3 separate regions of the Rattus norvegicus genome follow, and regions 1 and 3 are each linked to region 2. A link is a contact called in public Hi-C data. All regions are on one chromosome and are shown on one strand. The core of a region is the stretch at or near the end of the contact, and the rest is flanking DNA. Distances in the headings are between cores, read along the strand shown.

Region 1 (4,682 bases), core at 560-3,059, 200 kb before region 2:
AGAAAACAAGTATTCTTATTTACCAAAACGTGAAAATGCAATCTCATGGCAGGCACATACATCAAGACAAAATCTTAAATGTGTATCAGAAGTAATAGAAATCCCCTCAACTACGAATCACATTTAACACTACAAACCATGGGCAGCATAAAACACTTTTCTGCTATTAATAACAAGCCACCGGGAGTGGCCAGGACCCAAAGCAAATAGGACAAACTAATTATTTGCTTGTACATGGGAAGTTATTCGTTATTTCCTCTACTTCTTAAAAAATATTTTTATTTATTCTTTGAAATTTCCATATATTTAAAAATGTATTGTTTTTATTAGATTTATTTTATGTGTTTTGCCTCAATGTATGTATGTGTACCACACCACCTGTGTGCCTGGTGCCCTTGGATTCCCCTGGAACTGGAGTTATAGATGATTCTGAACCACCATGTAGGTGCTGGGAATTGAGCCCATGTCTTCTATAAGAACAAGAGCTCTTAATTGCTGTGCAATCTTCCCAGTCCCCTCCCACTATTTATTGGGGAATTCATATTAGAGTTCTCTGCCTAGCCAAACAACACTCTTATTTCTATACTATTTCTTTTAGTGCTGTTGCTTCAAATCTGGTATTTTATTCTAGAGAAGTACTTCTCATTTACACTTTTAAATTAGAAATCTTTATTTAGGTATTATTAAACTTCCAACTGTTTCGCCCTTCAAGCATACATATGCACGTTAGTACATGTATGTATGTGTAGGTTTGCATACAAGTCAACCAACACTGTGCACTGCTCCTCAAGCTCCATCCCAGGCTGCCACCCACTTTTATCCTAGTTAATTAATGTACTCTCTCCCACATTTTTTACAGCTATCTTCCAACCTGACTTTTGTACATCAGAGTCACTCTGACCCATCTTCAAGTCTGTATCAACTGCACATACAACCATCACTTCCTCACAAGAGAAATCCTTCCCTCTGTCTACTTTAAATTTCTAACCTTCCCATTGTTTTCTTCACCTGTGAACTGACAGGCAAGGCACTGGTTCCATATATTTGTGTTCAGCTCTTCTCTATAACCACATTTTGACTAACACTGGGGTTCAATGCATGTGCCACCCTCTCCTTCACACCCCACTGATCAAAGTCTTCTACATATAACCAATTCGCTCCCTTTTCTTCCATGTTTGGGTGCCTCTAGTACTTGCACCACTGAAGGTCCCTGATCAATCTGACCCACGTAGCTCCTATGAAAATGCTCCAGGAATATGAGATACAGAAACAATGAGCTGTGAATAAAATGATTTACTTCTGTGATTGAACACTCTGAACAGAGCACTACTCACCCTTGAGGAAGTTTTGCTCCAATGTTAGGTGGAGAATTGGCTGCCTGGGGAGTGTTCTGCTGTCTTGGGCCCTTGCTAGATGGGGTTGCTGCAGTACAGCCAAGCAGGATCTCCTTACACACTGTTGTGGGAACAGACTGTACAGGACACATACTGGGAGAGACCTAGAAGATACCAAAACAACAGATATTAAATACAAGATCCCTAGTGGGCAGTTACCGTATGTTAATGAATTAAAAGTAATTTCCTTTGTTTACTACTAAGTAAGCACAACACCATTGCCAAATAAAGACCAGCAGAATGAACGTGATAAACTCAATACCAAGGACACTTATGCAATAATCTGTAAATACAGCACTCTATTTTTCATGAAATTTAAGTCATCCTATCTTTTTCGGAACTCTGTTACTGTATGAGGAAGAGATGTGGCAACTGCTTTATTAATGTGATGTGCAGAGCAGAGGTGAACTTTTACATGACAGCTTCAATGGTAGCTGTTTCACATGCACTCATCTGGACATGACTTGAGTGCCCACCACGCACTTACTGCGTAGATTGGCAGGAGACCAGACACTTAGGACTCTTGTAGGCAATGGAACCTACGGGGTACCACACAAGCCTTGGCAATGCAATAGAGACTGGGGACACGACTCTTGTTCTTATGTGGGTCATCACAAAGGTCACCCCAAGCTGGAAAAAATATTAAGTCATGACTGGCCTATGGGAAAAAGCTAGAATATCTTTCCCCCTTCCTTTTGCATACAATTTTACCTTTGTAAAAGTAAAAATATTGGATCCACATATTTCTATTAGCAATAGAAACAAAATTTCCTACCATGAGAAGAAGAAACAAAACTCAAAAACCTCCAGACCACTTCAGTCTATCTATCCACTTTTACCGTCTTACTCATCTGCACATCAGTCCTATGCCGTCCTCAGTCATGCCATTCTACCAGACCGCACATTCACCAACCCAAACCTAACAACACCTAAACAATGACACACAACTTTCCTCAAGTCTTTAAAACCTGACAACTGGGGTTGGAGATTTAGCTCAGTGGTAGAGTGCTTGCCTAGCAAACGCAAGGCCCTGGGTTCGGTCCCCAGCTCCGAAAAAAAGAAAAAAAAAACAAAAACAAAACCTGACAACTGTCAACAGACTAAATGCTGTCTAATCATAAATCATTTTTTCACTTATTCTGGCAACTTTGAAGACTATCTAGCACACAATAAAAAAACACCTGAAAATCAGAAATTTTTAATTTTTTCTGACTCTACTGTTTTCAACCTAACTCAACTTAACTTTCTGTTGGTTTTGTACTGCTTTTTAGGGCTGGGACGTTGACTACACTCTCAGGTCAGTCAACTTTATACCTCCGGGCTTGTCTCCTAATCTTTTAAATAAAGAAATTAGTTGAGTTTATTTTTTTAAAGGTGCTTTTGACATACAGTTCTTTGATAATCACTTATTAAATCAGTAGTCTCAAAAGCTGAATTACCAAATCATTAAAAATGCTTATTCAAGATTTCCTTTTTTCAAGTATCTCTTCCATCTGCCATCTCCCTTCCTTTGAATACATCTAGAGTTCCTATACTAATGTTTATTCTTAAATTACACTCCAAAACCAAACTACTTCAAAATTTAGATCATAAATTGTAGAATACATGTATTTTTACTTTGTAAAGTATCAATCTACTTAAGTCAAGAAACTCCTCATCTTCCTCATTCCCAATACCCAATCAATAATCAATCAATCATGACTCCATTTTCAATGTATCCATTTCTGTGACACTACTACTGTGTTTCTCCCAGACTAGACTGACTTCTCTTCATTCTTGCTAATCCCAATCCTGATGCTCCTACCCACCATAGACAAAGCTTTAGAATCCCATATGGTCCAGTCTTTGGGCAACTATCAGTCCCATCTCAATGAACCTATTTCAACTGAACTGGCTTCTCTTCAAACACACTAAAAGCCTGTTCTAGGTTGGGCTTTGTACCTGCTATTTCTTCTGCCAACTGTTTTCAGCGGCTGGCTGGTTCCATCTTCTTGCCCTTAAATTGACTAATGTCCTCACAATTTCAGGTTACTCACTGCAAAATAGTGTCCTATAGCCACTCCTTAGTTTTATCCAGCAGCCCTTTCTACAGCGCCTGTCACACTGTGAAAGTCTCTTTTACTTAGCTGTTCTCAGTGTCCTCACAATGTACATTTGGGCACAGGCCCGCTCCTTTATTTCCTTTATGTCTGACATAAGGCAAATAGCAGGAACCCTGGTGGAGAGATTTATGAATGACCAGGTGGATGACAGACACAGTAGCACCTCATCTTCTTCAGTAGCTATAGGTGTTAGAAGTTACTTGAGAAGTTGGGCAGTATTAATGCTCACCACAATACATTAATATCTCCTATACAGTATGCAGTAAATATTCCTTGGAAGGGAAGATGGTGAAGAGGGGGAAAAGGAGGAATCTGCTCTTTTTACAATGGTAATTCACCACAAAAAGGAAAGGATTTGAAGAAAAGTAACAAGTGCAACACAGAGGGTAAAATCACTGGATTCAGATATCAAACCTTGGTTTGAAATCAAGTTTTTGGTACTTCTTAGCCACTGTTCCTGTTTATATGGTGATAGTAACATTTACAACAGTGATTGGCACACAGGTAAATCAATCTTAGAGATAAGCTCTCTTAAAGCAATAAAATCTCATACAGATGTTCTCAATTATGTCACTGGGCAACAAAATCAGCCTTAACTGAGAGTGCTTTTTCTTCAGGAAATGAAGAATGAATGTCTCTCCGTACCCTGCCTAAGACTCCACTTAACAGGGACACAACTCTTGATCCACAACCATTTCACGCACACACTTCTGCACTGGCCTCTGACTTGACAAAGGTCAAAGTTTCTTCTTACCTGAAGAGTTTTCCCTGAAGGTCTTCTATACCAGTCATGGCAATAGTTCCTCCCTGCCAGCAGACGGAGATAATATAATTGAGTGTACGACAGTATTCTAAAAAAGTCACTGCTGGCTCACACTCCTCAGCAGACTCTCCCAATTAACCAAGCAGTGTCATAACTCTGAGGAATAGTCTGCTAGGCAGAGAAGACCTTCAAGGAGCCAGATATCACACTGGCAAGCATGTTTATCTTAACCACACCACAGCCAAACATCTCACCTACCTAATCCTAAGCTCTTGTCTTCCAAAGACCACGTTAAAAGTAAGCCTGTGCCAGTGCCATGTATTTGGGAAGTACAAGCACTGGGAGAATGGTGCCAAGAGTGTTACCGTATTCACTCGTCACTGACATCTATAGTAACTGCTTGCTTTTATTTGTTTCTTTACC
Region 2 (4,607 bases), core at 1,044-3,543:
TGGGGAGCTGACAGTCACCTGACAGGGCAGTGACAGCATTAGAGCTCAGAGCCCAGCAAGCAGCAGTTGTTAGTCGGGGCCTATTCTCAATTGTGCCTACCAGACACTAGAACATTTTCTCCCTACCTCTCTGCTTCATTCTGGTTGTCAGTCAGCTCCCTGCTGTTTCCTACATATTTTTGTCTCTTTGTAGATGCTTCCTGTCCGGCACCTTTCCTCCCCCTTCTTCTCTCTTCCTCCCTGAGCTGCCTGTCATCAATCAGAGGGGTGTATCAGGACTAAAAGTCAAGCAGGCAGGGAGTACATTTAAGTACATGTGGGTTTCATTCCAAAGCCCCTTCTCTAACAGGATGTTCTTTCCTTTCTCCTTGGTGACTGCTGGGACCCTGGATGTAAGTGTTCAGACAGGCGTGTCCTTTCAGCACATCTGCTGCCTTGCATCACTAATGTGTGCCGTGTGGGATGCATGCTAACCTGGGTGTCGTGCTGCACTGTGGGTGGGTGGCTCAGCGCCTGGCGCTGGCAGATCTGTTCAGGTCTTTAAGGACTGAGACAAGCCAGCCCCTCTTTTCAGTTCTCCAGTGCTGACACTAACACACACAGGTGCTCCATTGTGGAAGACAACTGGGACCCCTGTCTTTAAGTAGAAACTGCCAACCTTGACCCAACCATGACAAGGCCTGGGGTGCCCTTGCTGAAGGGTCAGGAAGACTTCTTATGGGAGAGCACATACCCACAACACGTTCTCAGGATCTTGGAGTCTTAGCCATTGTTAAGATAGAGGACATATTATGTCATAAGTCTATGAAAATCTACAGGTACACTCCGTATTTTCCTGCTCAGTCACTTGTCCTTGATTCTCAGATTGATACCACCCTTCAGTGTGGACAAATTCAATGTGACTTATTTCTTATTTATTCTGCTGCTTGTTCCAAAAGGTATGTGTGTATGGATTGTGTGTGTGTGTGTGTGTGTGTGTGTGTGTGTGTGTGTGTGTGTGTGTGACAGAGGAGGGAGAGGAGAGGGAGGGAGGGGAAGAGAGAGAGAGAGAGAGAGAGAGAGAGAGAGAGAGAGAGAGAGAGAAACAGTAAATCAAAGGTATATAGGATCAGGAGAAAATTGTAAGTGCAGGCCACCTGCTCCTTCCTCACACCCACCGAAGAGGGAAAGCAGTAACCAGCATCCACAGTGCACTGGCACTCAGAAGTGTGGCTGTCCATGTTATTTTCTGCCCCAAGAGTGAGACAGACTGTACAAACAAGGGACTAGGGACCCAGCTTAGTGGTAGAGCATTTGCCCAGCATGTGCAACGGCCTGGATTTGACTTCCAGCATTCAAAAAAGTAAAAATAAATGGTAAATACCAACAGCACACTTGACAGACACACAGGAACCATTCTAACAGTTGGGCTGGTTTTTAGGCGGGGTTCTGGGTCGTTTCCATCTGAAGCTATTTCTGTCCCCCAGCCACCCACACTGGCCTCCTTTGCTCCCACCCTCTGCCCAGATCAGTTCAGGCTTCTACTCCTGCCTAGATATCTGGAATGGTCTCCATTCCTGGGAGTCACAGGATTACCTCTTTTCAAAGGTTCAAGGTTGCAGTGAAGAGTGTGCACAAAGCCCTGTTAAGAGTTTCAGTACTGAGATGGGCACTGAATTTTGTTTCTTTCTTTGTTTTATTTTGCTTTTGTGTCTGAGACACAGTCTCCACACTGGAGCCCAGACTGGCCTGGAACTCACTATGTGGCCCAGGCTAACCCAGAGAAAACTTGTGCCTCTGTTTCCCGGTGATCGGATATTGGCATGCATGCCCACTCGTGAGACGCCTGTTATTGTTGTAGTTAATGTGCGGTTTGGATGCTCAGCCTCAGTATGCTCTGGAAGGCAGGCTGAGGAATTACACACCCGAGGGTCCTGCTGTGTCTCTGGGTTATCATGCTGCCCGTGACAGCTGGCAGGGGAAAGCCCTGGGTTTAAGGGCACACACCTGTTCAGAGGTCTAAACTCAGCCAGTGAGGAACGCCATCCTGAGGATGCAGTTTTTTGCTGGGTAGAGCTAACCAGGATGCTTCTGCATTTACTTTGGCCTTGGGTCCTGACTAAGCAGGAGGAATCCTATCCAGAGGAATGTCCTGGTTAGTAAGTGCCATGCCCCAGTGTGGAGCAGATCTGAACCGTCTAGGATGGCAGCAGGCTTCTGCTTAGCTTATTGGGCTATCAGTGCCAGCTGAGTGCCCAGCCCTCCCTCAGACACTCAGAGAGTAAAAGGGATGAGCAGCCACAGCCCCACAGCTCGGGATGTTTTCTGCTGAGACAAGAGAACCATGGCATATGGCAGGAGCTGGCTGCAGGGTATAGACTCTAAGCATCATTCGGGGCTAGGGAAAGGCAGCTTTGGAAGACCAGGGTGTTCAAGAAAGGTGGGCTTACTGTTCTCAAGTCCAACAGCTGATTTAGGAAGGAAAGGACAAGAAAGCAACAAAACTTGGAGTAAACAAACTAAGAGAAGCACGGGGGCGGGGGGGGGGGGGAGGGCGGAGAAAGAGAAAGGAGAAAAAAAAAATCCAAGGCAAATTTGTGATGTCAGGCCCTGCTGTCCACCCACGGTTCAGCCCTGCAAGGCCTACTGATGGCAGCTGTGTGTTCGTGCTGCCCCCTGCTGGCTACCATGGAGCACAGCAGTGGAAACTGGAAAAGCTTAGTTGCAGCCTTAGTTACAGCAACCAGCCCTCTGGTGATAAGATTGGAGCCAGATCTGCGACTGAATGTGACTTAGAAGCAGCAGCACTGTATCTCAACAAGAGCTGGGGTTTCTGTCTGTGGACCTTAGAGTTGTGAAACAGGATGAGTTGTGGACCCTCTAGCTCTACCTTCTGTAATTCTGGATGGAGACAACATACCAAGAATAGAACGATGTTCTGGATGAAGATAATACACCAAGAACAGAACCATGGATGTGTTTGTGGATGCCAGATAAACTGGGTAGGGCAGAGAATAATTTACAGACTGCCTAAGCTAGGGCATTCTGGCTCAGCAACATGGCCGCATCCAATGGGTCACCTTAATGCTGGAGTGAAGTAGGAATCTTGCTGTCACATGCGGGTGGGATAGGGGATGAGTTCAGATTTCGCATTTCTATGAGGGTCCTCTGCTGTCTAGCACCAGGTATTTTGAAATGAAAAATCTGCACAGTTCACCTTAAAATGATCCCTTTGGGTCTCTAGGCCTACATTTTACATCCTGTGTCTTACAGAATGCCTGGTGCTGCATAGACAAGGGTGCTGCACTGTCAGCATCGCCTGTGTGTAGTTTAGGAAGCATCACCTCTCAGAGGAACAACTCTGGTCTTCAGAGAGGCTTTTTCCTGGGCACTCCTCAGGTGCTCACTCACAGGTCTAAGGATCAGTCCATGGCAAGCCTCAGAGTTAAGGACGTGTCCTCTCCTGTCCTCCTTCAATGGCTTTGAGCCTACAATTCATTCTGTACAAGCTGCTGGGTCTTCCACTGACACCTTCACTTTCCTGAGTTCCCTAAAGTACCACTCTTCAGATCTGGAGCCCTGGCCGTCCTAACAGGTTTGCTGTGCCGTGTACCTAATCTCCCCCTCTGCCCATCCTTGCTCTCTTCTACACTGACCCCTTCCCGCCATCTTTGTCTCCTTTGTCAGATGGACATTAAGTGGTGGAGGGAGATGTGAGTGAGGGTGGTGTGAAGTCTTGGGAGCCCCACCAGGTCCAAAACCCACTGGCGTTTTCTGACGAGGAGGAGGAGGACCTGTTGGAGTTCATATACAAATATAAGGCACCGAGGAGGACCGAGTTTCCCCTGGAGGTACATGGTGTCTGGGGTGTGGACTAGAGCATGTATTTGCACTAGAGATCTGGGGGGCAGGGGGATGGGAATGGCATCACTTGTGATACCTGACAACACTTCGAGTAGTTAGAGGAAGAATGACTTCCCTTCATGAAACAGGTAGGACAAATCACCAACTTCCTGCCAAGATCTCTGTGTGTGTGTGTGTGTGTGTGTGTGTGTGTGTGTGTGTGTGTGTGTGTGCAAGTGCCTCACCAGATGAGTTATTTCTCCAGCTCCACAGTTCTTTAAAGTTATCAGAAAACAATATACGTAGTACTATGGCCAATTGTGGATATAGACAGGGTTTTGACAACAGAAGGACTATGCTTGTGACTCCTGGGCTGACACAGGTTGAGACTTACTAGTCACAGGTTCAGGGAAAAGCTACTTGGTTCCTCTCTGGTTCTTTATCTACTCAACCTTCTTGCCTGAGGGTCCATTGTGAAGAAGTCACGACTTCTGTCACGCACAAAATTAGAGGCCCTGGTGAAAATCGGATGGGATACTCACAAACATTCCCCTTCATAAGCCTTAAGTCTTAGCGTTCCTATTGACCCTGAGATGGAAGCTACAACCACCTCAGATGTAGGAGTTCCTCATATTCCTGGCCGAGATGGATCATTTCATATTCTCCCATATATTCTTTCCCCACCCTTCTCCAGGGCTGGGGATCAAATGGGGGTCACCCATATGTGTCAGGCAAACATTCTACCACTGAGCTATGTCTTCAACCAGTCAGTGTGGATTAGTGCT
Region 3 (4,639 bases), core at 1,001-3,500, 180 kb before region 2:
TTCATCAGTAACATGGGATCAACAACAAACAGTCCTTAGTAGCCCAAAGCACTGCTGTAAGGACCAAGTAGAGTGCAGTTGCTAGTGATCATTATGATGCCTGCAACGAGGTTAAATGCCCAGGGGTCATTTTTCCTTTGCAACACGAACACAAGGCACATGGTGGAAACTCTGAAAACACATAGGCAAGTAACTTTTTCCAATGATCCTCTCAAGACTCATAATAGTATAGGCATGAACTGAGTTCAAATGAAGTGTCTCAGAAATCAACATTTAACTCACAATGGCTAAAACCTGCTTCCTTTAAGTAGTTTTCAAGAAAATGGCAAAAACAGAAGATCCCAAGGCATGCACATTATTCAGAGTAGAAATATCTTCTGTCTTGACAAACTTTCTTTAAGTTATAATCACTATGGAGCCTTTGTTAGGAATCTTCTTTCAGATGTTTTTGCACAAGGAGTCTTTGTGGGCACAATGGCTTCCTCACTGGTTATTTCCCTACTATTTTGTCACACCAATATTTGTATCACAGAGTAGAATTCATTCCTTTCAAAAGATCTAACTGAAAAAGGTTCCTTCCAGAATGTGTTCGCTGGTCACACGGTTCCATTTCTCTCCTTCCTCTCAAACACCCTATATGGGACAGCTCCACCCAAGGCTTCCATACATGGCTGTACCCACAACAACCCAGCCTCATTAACAACCAGAGTCCCTCCCACTCCTGCCTCACTAACCACACATCCACAAATACCCACCGAACAAGCCAAACAGAACTAAAAAACACAACTAAGCTCCTTCCCTTACATTCACACTCCATTTCCACGTTGTAAAGTTTAAGAAGTTGAATGAAGAAATAAAAAGGAACACCCCACCTGAAATCTTCATTTTTGAAAGCACTTCCAAGCTAGCCCTCAATGGTGACTCTAAATGTCATCCACTTCTTTAACCTATTACTAATAAACAATATTCCTCCCGTTGAGGGCATAATCAGACTGTCCCAGCGGGACCCAGTGCCTGCGTTAATGAAGCATGTCTGAACAATCCTAAACCCACTATTGATCTCGGGCCACTGGAGCTCTAGGCCAAACACACCTTAACACTACACACCATTTCAAAGACTTTCATGGTCTAGAGTTCTGCACCTCCTGATCACCTGCCAACTTTCTAGTGGCCCATTTCAGAAAAGGGAGGGAGGGGCGCTTGACTGTCCCGTTACCAAGGTAACTGAAAACCGTCTGACTGCCCAGCCCCCAGAAGATGGTTTTGTTTGTTTGTTTAGGGGTTTTGTATTTTGTTTTCGTCTTTTTGCTTTTTTACCTTCAAATCTTTCTTGGTAACGTCAGTGTGAGAAACAGCTCGAATGGTCCCGGACAGCCAGGGCCACTCTGCAACGCGCTCCAAGTCCCAGTTGTCGTGGCCGCCGTCGCTGCCTTCAGCTGCGGACAGACTGAGGAATCGCTTCCCCACCAATACTGGCCAACTTTCTCCGAGCGTGAGCACCATGGTTTCCACGCCAGCAGGAAGGGCTCCTCCCTGCAGAAGGCACAAAAACAAAATGCGATGGGGGCGGCCGAGGTCGGAGGCGGCCCGAAAAGACGAAGCGCCGACGGGGACCGGTGGAGTGACACCCCCGCAGGTGGATTCCGCACCCCAAGCTGCCACCAGCGCCTCCCCACCCCCCCACTACTCCCCCCCGCAAACACCCGCCGGAGTGCCGCGTGACCCTCTCGCCCCAACAACTTTCGCTTTTTCCAAACCTTTCAAAGCTGGACACTGAGAGAGAGAAGGGAGGACTGAGCCGCAGCGCCAGTGCTTTTGCCTAAGTGTTCGTCCCCTCGCCCTGGCAAAGAAAAGGCTCCCTCAGTGCCTAGGGCCCGTCCCAGCGGCCGGTCCCCGCCCCGAGCGGCCTCGGAGCCGCCGTGGACTAGCTCGAGACTCGACACTTGCCGCGCCCCCGCCCCCCGCTTCCGGGCCGCCGACTCGGGCGCACCCCCGCCCGTCCTGAACCGTGAACCGAGAAGACGCGGCGACCGCCCGCGCGGGTCCTTCACCCTTCTCCCTCTGTCTCCCGCAGCCGAGGCCCGCGGAGCGCTTACCCCGCCTCCCGCCTCCCTGAGTCACCCGCGACGGCGGCAAGAGAGCCCAGCCGCCCAGCCGACTCTAGCTCTGACTTGGTTCAAGAGCTCTCTCACACAAGACACGCACAGCCTCCCGGGCCCGCCCCCTCGGAGCCGCTGCCACCGATGATTGGCTGAGTCGCGGGGGATAGGCGGGGCAGCCAAGGAAACTCTTGGTTCCTAATGGTTAAACTGAAGAGGGCGGGGTCGGGAAAAAAAAACAATTCCTTGGCTGCCTCCTCCCTTCCCCCCTCCCAGCACCGACTGGAAGCCGACCCCCATTAAAGCGCGCAGACTGCGATCAGCAGATCCTTCCGCCGCAGCTCCATTCTTCCATTTGTTGCCTCGCGCTACGCAAAAAAGTCCCGCCGAATCGGTTATCGACTTTGAGGCCAGAAAAGAAAATCACACAGGCTCACAGATAAGAGTGAATGGGGAGACCCAGGACCATGAGCGCCTATTGGATTGCACTTGAAGCGCGTAGGCTGTCGAGCAAAGACGGACCTTCCACTAGGCGGAAGAATCTCACGGGAAAGGGGCGGGGGCGGTACACAGCCTGCGGGGGAGGGACAGCACCGGGACGTGCGGTTTCAAGCGTACGCAGCTAGAGGGGGAGGAGCGACTGGGCTCCGGGGGCTCGTGCGCAGGCGCCAGAAGGGGCGGACTCTGGAGCTTGGGTTGATGGGTGAAATGGCCGCTGGAGGCGCAGGCGCACGTGGTATTGATCATGACTGTCTAGGTCCGCCATTTTGAAGGATAAATGAAGAAAGGCAAGGAGTTGCTGGAAAACGATGTTCATTAAATCTAAAGGCAAACAATTTATTCAAAACTATGTGGAATGCAGGGTTTCTTTAAAAAAAATGTAAGGTGGATATAAGATGTTTTGAGACAACAAAGAAATTGAAAAAGGAGATGAAGTTGATGATTAAAGAGCTAATGGAAGAGGTGACTTTGAAAGACAAAGGAGAGAAAAGACGATTTTGTGGTTTGGACCAGAGGATTCTTGGTTGAATCAGAAAATGGAATGAATAATTGAAGACTTCTTTATGAAGCCTGGTGTTTGACCTAGCATCGCACTTAATCTTTATTATAGAATGAAAGGAAATTTAATTTTAAAAGTATGAAAATGAGAATTAAGAAAAAGTTCAAAAAGTAGTAGAAAATGAATACACAATGCAAATTAGTGCCAGATGTTCATTTTGAAAAATACTTGGTTTGAATACATGACGTCAGGATGTTAAAGCTTAAATAATGCTGAAGTTGAATAAAACTGAATTCAATTTATGATATTCGAACCATTAAGAGATGGGAAATGGAATGAAGAAACCTATCCACTTCAACAAAAGGCAGAAATGGGAGCAAGAAAAACAAAAGAAAGAAGAAGAAAGTATGGTTAAAAATAAAATGACAGGAATAAGTCCATTTGTATTTACAATAAATATAAATGGGTTAATTTTATAAATAAACATGGAGAGGTTCTTAGTGGTTTAAAATTTTTTGACATAAGAATTAAGTACAGCATAAGAAGCTTGAAACTATTACGGTAAATTTTTTATAAGACTAATCAGAGGAAAACTACATTAGCATCTTTATACATTATTTAATGAGGATATATTCTGAGAAAAGGTGGTTAGGTGATTTCATCATATTGATAACGATATGCTTATAAAAACTACCATGTCACTGAGAAAACCTTATGGGATCACCATTGTATATGTAATGTGTCATTCACCATAATGTTGTTACACAGTGTATGACTAAGAGTAAAAGCATAAAAAGAAAAAAATTATATTAATAAAGGATTGGTTCTATAAAATAATATGTATTATTGAATTATTCTAACTGAAAGTATTAAGTTAATAGTACTAAATTACAAGAAGGTTTTGACAGCTTATAATCACATTAAATACTATAAATCTATCTCAGAAATTTTAAAAACAAGAGGATGTGGAAGACTTAGATTACATGACACATAACTTGAAATTAACTGCTAAAGACATAAATTCCACTAAAACATGAAAAACATTTTAGGCATACTTCTACTAAAACACATACAATATTTTTTTTTTATTCATGATTCCAGAACCAAGAAAAGTTGGAGAGCTATCCAGTATACTTTATGAACTTACAAAGTCTTATTACCAAATAAGAACCAAAAAAATACAGCAACAAAATACAAACATAGATGGAAAGTTCTTTTATTTAGTACAGGTATTGGGAAATAATCATGTTTATTGCTAACTATTAACTATAATCATTGTATAAAATAATGGATTTTATTTGGACATTTTCATATGTAATTCATTTTAGTAATGTTCTTTCCCATATTACCTCTCTTATTTTCCATTGCATTCCTGATAGAGCTGCCAGAAATATTAAAAAGAAATTAAATGTTCATGAGCTTAAAACTTTAATGAGCTTCCTAGAAACCAATGTGTGTGTTTGTGTGTGTATGTACATGTGGTAACCCTGAGAAAACAACTAACAGATAATGGACTGGAAGAAAGGGTAAGATCATTCAG

The links. Hi-C and Micro-C count contacts between places; a contact is called where the count stands out from the background.
Region 1: a contact with region 2 is called in a Hi-C map of psoas muscle, with 3 times the contacts expected there. The contact joins two enhancer-like sites. A contact is called at or near these places in 10 of 12 Hi-C or Micro-C datasets (the Rat2 cell line, Schwann cells, frontal cortex and 6 more).
Region 3: a Hi-C map of Schwann cells shows a contact between it and region 2, with 5 times the contacts expected there. The contact joins the promoter of Kdm3a here to the enhancer-like site in region 2. A contact is called at or near these places in 6 of 12 Hi-C or Micro-C datasets (Schwann cells, frontal cortex, hepatocytes and 3 more) and 1 of 1 datasets of contacts at active chromatin or transcription factors (oligodendrocytes).

What each region holds. Positions count from the first base shown.
Region 1 is chr4:105,212,847-105,217,528 of GRCr8, forward strand. Kdm3a (lysine demethylase 3A) reads right to left here. Exons shown (of 26, transcript NM_001389240.1): 9 at 1,335-1,498. Among named protein-coding and RNA genes, the nearest start is that of Kdm3a, 18 kb to the right of the region's middle. Within about 2 kb of position 1,810, at least 2 of the 93 cell types and tissues checked have an H3K27ac peak or open chromatin away from gene starts, as enhancers often do.
Region 2 is chr4:105,411,473-105,416,079 of GRCr8, forward strand. The region is part of intron 6 of Reep1 (receptor accessory protein 1); the gene reads left to right. Among named protein-coding and RNA genes, the nearest start is that of Mrpl35, 18 kb to the right of the region's middle. Within about 2 kb of position 2,294, at least 20 of the 93 cell types and tissues checked have an H3K27ac peak or open chromatin away from gene starts, as enhancers often do. A contact at or near this core is called in Schwann cells and prefrontal cortex, where this site is marked.
Region 3 is chr4:105,231,120-105,235,758 of GRCr8, forward strand. It overlaps Kdm3a (lysine demethylase 3A), which reads right to left and starts at 2,251. Exons shown (of 26, transcript NM_001389240.1): 1 at 2,097-2,251; 2 at 1,318-1,533. The coding sequence starts at 1,503.